2 separate regions of the Arachis hypogaea genome follow, and region 1 is linked to region 2. Evidence: chromatin contacts called from public Hi-C data. All regions are on one chromosome and are shown on one strand. The core of a region is the stretch at or near the end of the contact, and the rest is flanking DNA. Distances in the headings are between cores, read along the strand shown. Region 1 holds the start of LOC112777542 (ethylene-responsive transcription factor ERF106). Region 2 holds the start of LOC112778689.

Region 1 (6,847 bases), core at 1,980-4,479, 180 kb before region 2:
ATTTTTTTTTTCTCATTAGCTCAGTTCATAGGAAAGTATTCACTCCCATAATAGAGGAAATGATGAATGATTTTGAAAGAATAATTTTGGAATTTGAATTTGTCCTTCACGGAGGGTTATTAAATATTTCCTTTCATTTTTCTTGAGGTTGCCAACATTGTTTTGTTCACCTTTTAAGTTTTTCAGTTTGCTTCTAAATATATTGCTTACTTGTTATAGGACCATTTCACAAAGGCTCAAAAGATGCCAATTAATATGAAATATATAGGTATGTTCCTGAGTTTCCTATAAAACTTTTCTATTTTATTGTAATTATGCAAGAATAACCAGGAAAACAAACAGCTATAAGATTATTCTTTCATAATTATTCTTGAATAACCAGAACGGCATCTTATTTTTCCTGTTTGCCTTTTAGTTTTGGTTAATTGGAATTTCAAAACCCCTAAATAAAAGCAAGCAAGCTTGAAATTCAGAATTAAAATTTTTTCCATTTTCTTATATTTTGTATCATTTATTTTCAACAAAGGAACCGTTTTAAGTTTTGTTTATTACTTTAACATAATAATGTTATCATTTTTAAGAACTTAATTTTAAAATTTTCATTGATTTTGTCTTCATCATAAAAGTTTCATTTGTGTTACTCTTATAGATCCAACATACATGATTCGAGCTATTCCGAGTAATGCCGCAGACAACATATACTGCACTCTACTTGCTCATAGTGTTGTTCATGGAGCTATGGCTGGATATACTGGCTTCACCGTTGGCCCTGTGAATAGTAGACATGCTTATATCCCTATTTCTGTAAGTTGACCACTTCATTAGAATTAGATCATCTGCATCCAACTAATTACTTCCATTACTAAAGTTTATGCTACTGGAGTCTTGTACTATTCTTAAGTTCACCATGTAATCTATCTCCTCTACCTAACACTACAACCTTACCAAGAGAACTGAAAATTTAATCATTTTGTAAAAAATTCAACACAAACACCTTATGTAAGGGCATGCAAGATTGAGATGATGCAGTTTAAATGTTTATTAACCTAATAGGATGTGCTGCACTTCCTAGGTTACTGGACATTATGTTTTACCTTTGTTCATGATATGTGTTAGTATGTTATATGCTCCCACATTATGTTAGGTAGCATGCCGGCTGATGATTATATAACATCTTGTTGCAGCGTGTGACAGAGAAACAAAAGACGGTTGAGCTGACAGGTAGAATGTGGGCTAGACTTCTTGCATCTACAAATCAACCTAGTTTCATTTCCTCTGATCTAGAAGGAGTTGTCCAAGGTATCGATAGTCTGAATATTACCTCGATATAGGTTTTCTCATATTTATGAGTAGCAACAGATCTCTATTTTAGGTTTCATTTGTATGTTAACTCAGTGCTGTGAATTTTGATGAGCTTTCAGATAACAGATGATGCATTAACATATAGTGGTATTGGCTGTAATTGGACACTACCACCATATGGTTTGCCACTATTCTTTTTAGTGTGAAATTCCACTACTTAGTAATAGCTATATGTTTGTTGTATTTGTTGAAACGTCAGCTCAGACTTTGAGTATTTTTCTTTTTTCTTTTTTTTTTTAATGTAACTGGTGTTTCAAATTTGAACATGCTCAACTAGTGGCAACTTATATGCATCATTCATGAGAAAACTCTCTTTGCAAAACACCATCTTATCATGTGCCCTAATTCACACTTCAACTTCGATAAGGTTAAGTATTTGACTAAATAACTATTTCCTCTCACATCCAAGAAACCTTTTATTTATAATATATGTTACTTTAATATTTTGTTACATTCTTGAATACAAAAAGAAAAACGGAAGAAAATCTATCAAATTATAATACTAGTTAGAGAGCAATTATTCGGAGGAGGTGAAGCCCTAAAAGTCAAAGGCTTCTCTTCTCTTCTCATCTCATCTTGGTTAGATTTGGTTAATTGTCCAGTGAAAGAGTCTCCATTATTCAACTATAAGGGCCCCATGGTGTGATTTGATTTAAATACAGCAAGTTGAAGAATGATAAGGCTCCAGATGTACCCTTGTAAACAGCAATCTTTTCTTGATTGCGATCTTTTGTAGATAGTACAAACCATAACCAAAACCAACTTTTTGATGCCCCACTTTGTCTTAACGCAAGTTGCTGTTTCTAGCAACTCTTTGCAACACAACAGCTTACAAGTTGAGACTCTCGTAAATGGGTATCCTACCATCCTACGTAATCTACCATCCTTAAGTAAAAAATAATAAATTCTGATAGTCATTTAGTATTTTTCCTTCTAAAAAGTAAAAACTGATATTTAAAATAAAAAAATTAATCAACAAGATAACACATTTTTATTTAAGTAATATAAAACACTAAATAAAAAGCTAAATAAATGTGAAAAGAAAATATAATTTCTTAAATATTTTGTAAAACAATTATTATCTTTAAAATAACCAAACATAAAATATCCTGATTTATTATTCATCAGTTTCCCCCCTCTTTTCTCTTTGTTAAATGAAGATAGTCCATTGAAAGCACCTTGTGGACACAACAATTGATGAGGCTTGATATAGTTATTATATCATTTACGATATATATTGTCTTATATTGTTTAATTATATTAATCATTGTTTAAATTTTTCTTAGAATATTTTATCCCGAAAAATAAATCTTACTATGCTAATCATGATACTATTATTTTCTGTAAAGAAAAATTAACCAAAATTTATTATTATTATTATTATTCTAGATAAGGTTTAATATTCAAAAACTTAAATTCTTTGGCAGTAGTACGGCAAGATATTTATAATTATGTCTAAATCAATATTTTTTTTTTTTGGGTATAAATCAATAATAATTTGTTAATATTCAAACAAGTTGCTTATACAGTAACCAAAAAAACAAGTTGCATATACGTATCGGGCCCCATGACAAAGTACATAACCATGATCATCCAATAATTTGGATAAGATGCACTGTCTCTTAACGTAATATTTTTTTTTTAAAAAGAAAAAAAAAAAAACTCCCTAGTGAAATCCGTGTGCCATAAAAAAAGTCCATTTAATTTTCCTCAACAACTTGATGAGCTGATAACACTATCATCAATCAATTTATATCACAAAATGTGGGGACTGGAGTATTCTTATATGCATAAATATCATAGTTTCAATGCCACTTCTCTCCACACATTCCACAAATAAAAATCCAATTCAAACACAGATACACTATGACAGCATCTCAAGAAATTTCAAGTTTAGAACTCTTAAGGCAACATCTCTTAGGTGATAATAATAAAAATGCCTTAGATTCATACTTCACTAGCACCACCAATCTCATTCCTCTAGTGAAAATTGAAGAATTAGAACACCCTTTGGAATCACCAAAACTCGACTACCACCAATTCTTGGATTTGGATTCATATTTCTTTGAACAAAGTAGTAGTAGCTTTGATGCTAAGGAAGTCGCTGCTGATCAAAACAATGTCATTATTGCACAAAGCCCCTCGGAGGAGGAAATAATCAAGAATTCGGATACTTCGGTTGAACCAACAATGTTGGATTCTGTGGAAGAGAAGGTAGAAGCTACGTTTAGGCACTACAGAGGAGTAAGGAGAAGGCCGTGGGGAAAGTTCGCTGCTGAGATTCGCGATCCGGCGAGAAAAGGCTCGAGAGTGTGGCTAGGCACATTTGATAGTGAGATTGATGCTGCTAAGGCTTATGATTTTGCTGCCTTTAGGATGAGGGGTCAAAAAGCAATTCTCAATTTTCCTCTTGAGGCTGGTGAATCTGAACCAAAGCCTAATGTTTGTGGTAGGAAAAAGAGAAGAGTAGTGTAGAGAGAATTGATATTCAATTTCATCGAGTAATGTTATTTGAACATAATATTTTGTGAATGTTGTATTGATATATTTTTGTTTATTGTTACATAGAATGTGAACATGAACATATATCTGCCACAAATGTTATGTACAAATCTCATTTTTCAATGATTGCATTATCTTCTCCTTTTCAACTTTTATAGGTTATAGTCATTCTTTACTTTTGTTTGCTAAAGAAATGTGCAATATGTACTAAAATTTTCCATGAATGTGCAATTTAGTATTTTTGTGAAGTTTTCATTCACTATGAATGAAGAGCAACGTATTATGTGGATTAAATAATGTAACTATGTCCCTTGTTTCTTTTTAACTTGAAGCATACACCTAAAAAGCTAAAAAGATAGTATATCCTGTAATTGAGGAGGATAGAGTGAAGTTTCACTTGTTTCAGGTCCACATACCATAAGGGTGATTTCTAACTTCTAAGTTACTCTTAGATTTATCAACGATGTTGTTACTCCATAATATTTTACCCATGATTGTATGTTACATTGAATAGTAGTATGGGTTTTGCTTTCATTAAATAATTAATGCAATGTTTCCAGTATCTTTACAAATTTATAGAATAAATTATCATCTTTCATATATTACAGATTTCTGTAAAAATTTAAGTTATTCTCTGATATTTTCTGTTAGTCTATTCTTGACGGCCCTACTAAATAGGGTAGATTAATAAACAATTGGTACTGTATTAGCGCTCCTTCCTCTTTTATTTGGATAGAGTTATATATAAAAAAGAACTCTAATTTTCAGAAGATAACGAAGTAATTGCCAACTACTAATTTTCTTTGTGGGGCTATGCTACACGAGAGTCCATTGGCATGGGGATTTTTTTTCTTTTTTTTGTTTTTTACTGTATCTCTTAGTTCGACAGACCAAGAATTAATCCGTTGTGGGCCATTTGCTGCATGCATAAAGCAAAATTCGAACTCTGACACTTGTTTAAGCAGACTAGTGAACTAATTATCGGACCAATCCAACTTGGTTGGCACGGACATTTTTAATTATGGATAGTGCGGATTTGGATTTTTCGGGCAAAAGTAAAAGAAGCTATAAATTCTCCATCAGATTACTTTATACTCTTTTTTTTCAATTTTTAAAACAATTACTTAAAAACAGATTTTGTTTTTAAGTTTATCTAAACAAATTTGGAGAATCTATCAAAAAGTCACCCATATAAAAAGGGGCTATAATTTAAGGTGGATATTTTAATAAATATTTTATAATTATTTTTATGTGAAGTTATTTTTTATTATTATATGATGAATTGTAGAATTTGATTTTGATATGTAATAAAAATATTATCTTTATTTAAAATGTAACTAAACAAATAACTCACACTTTTAATACAAATATTTTTATGTGAAGATATTTTAACATTTTTATAGAGTAAGTGCTATAATTTAAAACTCTAACCCTAATTCATCGAAAACGTAAGGAAGATATTCATCTACTACGTTGCAATTGGCAAGTTTATGATGGATATGAATTTTTTAAATGATGCAATAGGAAAAAGAGGAACAAGAGATAGCCCAGAAAGTGGCCTTGTATCAAAGTCAGTTCCTCTGAAGAAGAAGATAGTGCTCTCCCTCTTGATGAAGAAAAAGTTGTTGAGGATACAAAAGATGATGATTCTGATTCTTCGAATGAATATGTATGGGATCGGAGTTCCCTAAGCATTTCGTAAGTAATGAAAAAACTCGTTTGCAACGAAGACAAGTTATTGCAAGCAAGGGATTTGATGAAACAGAGTAGAAAAAAGTCAGGCGACCTACCAGGAATTTGCGGACTGGCTTGTGTTTTGCTTGGTTTAGTTCAACCTGATAGAAAATAAGTTTAGGCTCAAACTATTTTAAAAGTCTAAATTTTTAATAGGCTATGTTGGAATGAATTATTTTATTAATCTAGGTCATCCATATTAAATTTTTAAAAATATATTATAATGCAAAAGTGTATCTTTACTTATAGAAATTAGAAACTAAAAATCAGAAATTGATGTAAGGGTTGTTTCAGTCTTTCTCAACCAAAACCTTCTGTATTCCTGGGTGGTTGAATTGCAACTTCTCTGATAGGGAAATAGTTGCTGAGGCAGCTTTTGGTATATTGGGGACCGAAACCCTAGAGACACTATTTATATTTGAGCATGGCACCCATTAAACCCTAAATCCCAAATAAAAATGGTATCTAAAATCTAAAAAATAATATATCTAAAATTCAAAAGATAATTATCTAAAGTCCAAAAGATAATATCTGATTTTGTTCTTATTTAATTCCAAATAAAAAATAATTATGATTTATTCAATTTAGTATTTATAACAATAAATGAGATCACCATTATATAAGTCATTTAATTTGAAATAGCATAATTTGTGATTATAATTAATATATGTATTACCCACAAACAAATTAGAAAATTAAATAATTTCCTAACAACCTCCCACTTGGGCTATACATATATTCTTTCTTGACATAATCACATTTTATAAACTTTATACGCGCATCTGAATGCTATTTCCCTTATTACATTAACAATCTGGTCCGTCTCATATATTAGATATGGAATCACCGCAGCTTTTATTACATTAATGTCGTGACTGAACCACGACAATCACCATCCTAATATAATTAACGACATAGATCAAATTTGGATGAGTAATATAGAAATTACATGTCAAGTGATCTCATGCATGTCTATTTCCAACTAGTCCAACTTTAAAACTTTATTGAGATCAAACACAAAACAAATATTACAAAATGAACATTTCACATAACATGAAATAAACCATCAACTTAATTCTGCAGAAAATAATTCAATATCTGTCATAGGACATATAGTATAAAATAAACTCCCACTAAATCAAGGCATCACAAATATTGACACCCATCCGAGTAGTGTGCTCATGAAAGACATTAGGGATCAATCCCTTGATTAATGGGTCTGCTAGCATATACTCTATTCCTATATATT
Region 2 (6,097 bases), core at 1,443-3,942:
CTCTCTCGGGTTCTCTTTCTTTTTCCTTCAAAAATGGATCATGCGGCTGAAGGATGATGACTAATTAGTGATGGTAACGAGGTGTCAAGGCATTAAATGAAGGGGGTTGAGTGTCACGGCATTAAGCTGCTCAGTCAACGGTTCATGTTATAAATAGGAGTACTATGAAAATTGAAAATTAAACGGATAACTATGAAAATTGAATATATTAAAACACAAGTAATTATATATATGAGTTACTAATATAAATGACATTAGTAACATAATGATTATAAGAATAAAAGATATACGATGAAGCGTTAGCAAAGCTAAGTTCACCGAAGAGTACCGACATTTACTCATATCGATGAATATCGAGCTTGATAATAATATTATTAACTAAACTCTATTTTTAAATTAGAAATATCAATTACTCAAATTAATATATATATAATTTTCATTACTTATAAACTATTAGAAGTATAATTTTAATTATGTAAAATATTTTATCATAGCAAAAACTTATATAAGAATATGAATTTAATTGAATTTAAATAGTTATAAAATTAATTTAATTACTTTTAATAAAATAATTTTTGAAAATAAGGAACTCCAATTAATAAAATAAATTATAACTTATTTATATTTAGATTTTAAAAAATGTGGATCGTTACAAGATGTCTGAAGATGACACAAAAAATAGTAGAACTACATTGAAGTAAGAATATATACTTTAGATATTTCAATATTTTCTTTTCATATTAAATTGGTCATTGATGGTAGTTTTAAGTTGTTAGTACGCTACTTGTTTGTAGTACTATATCTGCCTATGTTTGTTTCCTCCTATGTTTGTATACACTAATCTATTTTTTTTTTTTTTTGTATAGGAGCAAATATTAGAATATTTGCCTGAAGATCAAGAGCATATTGCAGTTGAAGGAGTTCTTTCTAAAGTGTTGGCTCATCCGAATGATACAATTGAAAAGGTCTTTGGTGCTAATAATGTAGGGTGTGTGCATGATTTTAGTAGTATTGTATATTCGGTAGGATTTGATAAATCTAAACATGTGTTTTGAGTTTGCAACTGGTGGAGTCTCCAACATATCTCAGCAACATATGATATATTTAGAAAAGTGGGTTGAAAATTAAAAAAAAAAAAGGGCAGATGAATATGAAGAAACCAAAATTCAGTTAGTAGTTCTGTATAAATTTTTGTTATCAAAATATGATGAAGTGTCTACTCTATTCAGTGACATGCCACACATTTAATTGGTGTATTTGATAAGTATTAGTTGAAAATTTAGGTAGATTTACTTTAGAAGACGTTAGAGTTTCTTTTATTTCTTATTATATAGAAAAAAAATATAGAAATTTAGACTTGAATTGTTATTATTATTTTATTTATATAAATAATAAATTTTAATTATTATGTCTTTCTTTTTCAATGCAATAAATGTCCAATTTGTGTATTTCAAAACTAAATTTGTTATTAATGTTATATATAAATATAATTTTAATATATTAAAACGGTTGAATTAGCCACAATCAAATTACGATAAAAGCTACAAATTCTAAAAAAAAAAAAAAATCAAAGTTAGTTACGAAAAAATCTAATTAATTAGTACAAATTAGCTACGGATGGCACGTAGAAAAATCAGAATTAGTCACGGAAATAATATGGCTAAATAATTCGATAGTAGCCACGAAAAAATAACGGCTAAAAAACACGACCCGCATAAATTAGCTACGAATAAAATGCGGTAAAATTATAATTTTTATTTGATTATTTTTATTTAACCATAGTATTAAGTGTGGAAAATAATGTATAAATTATGACTCTTCAAAAGTTTCTACAGTATTTAAAATTGTGACTTATAACACTAAAATTATGACAAACTGAGAATACAATCTTTTTATTAGCCATGAATATTTTTTGGTGACCAATATTTAATTGTACAGTTTTTATGGACTTTAGTCACGTTTTTTTTTCTATAGGTAAACCCTTTGTTTTTTTGTAGCTCTTATGAAAAGAATGAAAAAGAAAAGTAGTGAATTGGAAGTTTTTTGTTGAGAAAGAAAAGGGTTGAGAGGAAGAAAGGGGAAAAAAACCGTATATTAATAATTATTGGCTGATTTTAAAAAAAATATTGGTTAACATAATTTGGTTCCAAAATTTTCTCATTTTTTATATGACTATTTTTATTATTATCAAAATTTTAATTTATTATGGAACGAAAGAAAAGTAGTGAATTGGAATTTTTATTGTTGTTATTTTTATTTAATTTATAAATTAAAATATATTATTTTGATGATGGTGTGTGTTCAAAAATAAAATGAAAAATTCTAAAATTTATCAAAACTTTCTAAAAAGTAAAAACTGCATGTGTGAAGTAAATAATTTGCAATTTAGTTTAAAAATTTTGTCATCTTTTCTAAAAATTATACTATAACATTTGAAAAGTATTAAGAAAATGTGTCTTTTTAAGGAGCCAATGATTTATTTATATAATGTGTATAATAGACTATATGAGTTACAAAATGAACATTATCCATAATATTTAGAATAAGATATTAGAGATAAAGTCATTCATTTCAAAAGGATAAATTCTAATACTATATCATGAAACCACTCATCTAAAAAACTTATGTTAATAAAAAAAATAATACTAATAATTATATTTTTAATACTCCTTAAACCTCTATTGACTTTCCATACTTTTCCTAAGAAAATTACTCACGCTCATTCTCAGGTCTTGAATTGTAAATAGAAAACTTTTGAATAATAACGGTTTGGAAACCCTTACCTTTTTCCTTCCGCCGCCATCCTCGTCTCCGGCGCCGTTTGATTATCTGCCACCACGACCTCAGTTGCGCCGCCGCAAGAGCTTCGCCTCTCATCCACCACAATTGCGTAGGTTTTTTCATTAGACGCTGACTCTATTTGCTTCATTCTACTTCTTTTTTTTTTTTTCCTATTTGGCTTATGTAGTGATTGAACCTTAACTTAGCTTACTAATTAATATTGGCCGGTAGATTTATATCAAATTCTTAGTTTTTTTTTTTTTCTTTTTCCTTTTTTGGCTATTGTTTTGTTAAATTTTAAGCATAAGTTTCCAAAAGGCATTTTATTGGTACCTTTACGTAAATTAGAGTAAGAATGAATGGCATAATAGAGTGTTACTAAGATTACTAGAACCAATGGAGGTGTTTTGTTTCTATTGGTATGAGGTGAAGTATAGTTTTGAAATGAGTGTCTGGCAAACTTTTGTGATGGTTGTGCTTAATGTAGATTAAGTTCTTTTGAGTTTTGCGCTATCTTTCTTATTGATGGTAATTTTTATGATCTGGACTTCCATTTGGGATTAAATGTTTTTGACGCAACTTGAATTTTAGTGAATTCAGAGTTTGACATCGTTTTGATTCATCAGCATTATCATAGCACATAGGACATAGGTGCTGCAACTGCACTCTGCAAATGAAGTTTGCAGTGAAGAAAGCATTGAGTAGCAGTGGCGCTCGGGTGGGAGTACTCGAGGTGGGAAGCTGCCCGGCGCCAATCGAAACCCCCGCTCTTCTCCTGGCTACTCGAAAAGGCCTCCCTCACTTCATCTCCCCTGAGCTTCTCCCTTCTCTCCCATCGCCTGATTCCAACCTCCTTCAAGTTTCTCCTCTGCACTTGTAAGTTGTAGACACACTCATGTTCACAATCTTCGCATAATGCCCTCTCATTATTTTCTCTTGTCTACTTCTCTAGTTTGGAAGGACTCTCTACAACCACTATATCAAAAATAGGAGGCCTTCACCAAATGCTTGGTTTGAAACAACATGGAATTGCAGCTGTACCCAGGGATTCTATACAGTGCCTTCCTGAGTCCAAAGCAGCTACCAGACTTGGAGCTTCTTTCGAGACACCTTGTGGCCGTCTATTGGTAAATTTATTGCCACTTGGGTTTGAATATTGTCTTTATGATAGTACTGTATATCTTTCTAATTCTAAATTTTGACATGACCAGATTAAACCTAAAGATTATATTGAAATGATATCCTGCATGAAGCCAAATATATGGGCATCTTTGGCAGATGAAGTACCTGCTTGGGTCTCTGAGAAAAGGAACAAAACCTCGGTAGATAGAACTTTGAGATGGCTTGATGACTGCATTTCGTTGTATCCGGTAAAGGACAGTTTATGATTTTCCTCTCTAGCTGTGTTATGAATTCATTTCTTGTGATTGAGATAGTTGATATCTTGTCTTCCTTCTTGCTTTTTTTCTTTTCTAGCAAAAAAATTAAGACAAAGAGATAAATTCATTAATTTTGATCTCAACATTCAGGCAGCTGGATCTATCTTTGGTGCCATCGTTGGAGGCACAAGTTTGGAAGAAAGGAAGCGATGTGCAGAGGAGGTAGCTAAGCGAAATGTATCAGGTTCTTTGTTTTTCTTCAGTTTGTGTTAGCCTAAGTTGTAGAGGTATTAGGATGTTATCAATACGTTAAGTATCGTCATAGAGCAATCCATTATCTGTTCCTTAATTACTCCTCACTTCCTGGTGCTGCTATATGTAAGATGCTCCGTTAGTCCCTCTACTGTGACAAATGCATGTTATTCATTATGGAACTTAAATTATTGAAACTTAAATCTTTTTGAGATGCATAACTTACTTATGATCATTGATGCAGGCTATTGGATTGGAGGATTTGGACTTGGAGAGGGCATTGACGAGCGACCTGCTCTTTTAAGAGAAGTTATGGTAAGTGTCATTTCAGGAGTTGTTCAATAAGACCCCATTTTTTAATTGAACTTTATGTAATAGTTCAAGCTAAGTTGTGATAATTTTGACAAGTATAGACTACTGCTGAAACCGTAAAACCTGATTTTCTTGTTACTATTTTTGTGTGTGCGGATGTTTTGTAGAGATTACTATTCATGCTGGACATTTTTGAGTTTTATCTGAAATTCCTAACTAAGTAACCTTTTTCTCAGGATATCTTGCCAGATGAGAAGCCACGCTTAACATGTGGGCTTGGACTCCCAGGTACATGATTTATGTAATTAAACTCATATGTTATTGTCCTGCTTAGCTTGATGGATGTAGTTACCTCCTTGTATTTCCCAAGACATTTATTTTTTTTCTTTTCAGTCTATCATCTTCGTATACATGCTTCTGAAGCTGAATTCCCCACTGGAATATTAGGTTCTTCATCAGTAAACCACTGTTTCTGATCTAGATTTCTTGAGTAGATACCAGTTTCCATCACAGCGATTTTTAAAACAACGAATCATTACCATTCTGTTCACTCCCTATTCTGCTAATCAATAGAACTCATCTTTGATCATATATATATATATGATTAAGTTAAAATTTTTAGCTTACCAAATTTTTATTATATTTATTTTTGAATATATACAAATTTTTTGCACATAAAAGCTTATTAGTTATTATTACCCTTACAGAGGAGATTTTGCAGGGGATTGCCGCAGGAATTGATCTGTTTGATTCAACGTAAGTAGCTATTCCACTTTCTGTTTTCTCAATATCCCAATTCCCCTGGTGTTTGGTGTCAAAGAACTAGGATGGTTTTTGTGATGATTCATAGGTACATCTATTCCCTCACACTTGGAGGATTTGCACTAACCTTTTCATTGGACAAAAGCGGGGAGCAACATAATTTACAGTCAGACCAGATTGGAAGTGACTCGACTAAAATTAACTTGAGGGCAACAGCTTACCGGTAACATGATAATTGTTACTGCCTTCTTTTCTTTTTATTATATGGTAGTGGATTACTCTATAATTTATGCAGATTTCACTATGATTATTTTTGTTTTTCTTTCTGTTTTTTGTTCTGTATTTCTGCTTCTGTTGTAAATTGACATTAAGGATTGGTTTTCCCTGAATTAGGATTTCTTGATAGTCCTATGACTTAAACCTTCTGTTTGTTTATATCAATTGTAAATTTGTAATTACGTTCTCTCATTTCATCAATATACACTATTTTGAGTTTGCTCTTCACTATATTTTCTCGGATGACCATGCATTTCAAAACATGCTTAATTGTTCTTGTTTAGCTGAATTGTTAGTAGTAGTAATCAGATTACATATTAAATGTCACTTCTTTC

Evidence for each region. A called contact is a pair of places that touch in the nucleus more often than the background predicts.
Region 1: a Hi-C map of leaf shows a contact between it and region 2, with 2.7 times the contacts expected there. The contact joins the promoter of LOC112777542 here to the promoter of LOC112778689 in region 2. A contact is called at or near these places in 2 of 8 Hi-C or Micro-C datasets (both in leaf).

Annotation. Positions count from the first base shown.
Region 1 is chr19:136,028,641-136,035,487 of arahy.Tifrunner.gnm2.J5K5, reverse strand. It overlaps LOC112777542 (ethylene-responsive transcription factor ERF106), which reads left to right and starts at 3,229. Exons shown (of 1, transcript XM_025821945.3): 1 at 3,229-4,112. The coding sequence starts at 3,229. The coding sequence ends at 3,837. It overlaps LOC112776831 (ATP-dependent 6-phosphofructokinase 4, chloroplastic), which reads left to right. Exons shown (of 15, transcript XM_072227050.1): 13 at 220-268; 14 at 650-804; 15 at 1,185-4,112. The coding sequence ends at 1,331.
Region 2 is chr19:135,848,300-135,854,396 of arahy.Tifrunner.gnm2.J5K5, reverse strand. It overlaps LOC112778689, which reads left to right and starts at 2,692. Exons shown (of 11, transcript XM_025822984.3): 1 at 2,692-2,890; 2 at 3,408-3,657; 3 at 3,734-3,908; 4 at 3,993-4,151; 5 at 4,311-4,404; 6 at 4,657-4,727; 7 at 4,961-5,012; 8 at 5,432-5,480; 9 at 5,575-5,709. The coding sequence starts at 3,455.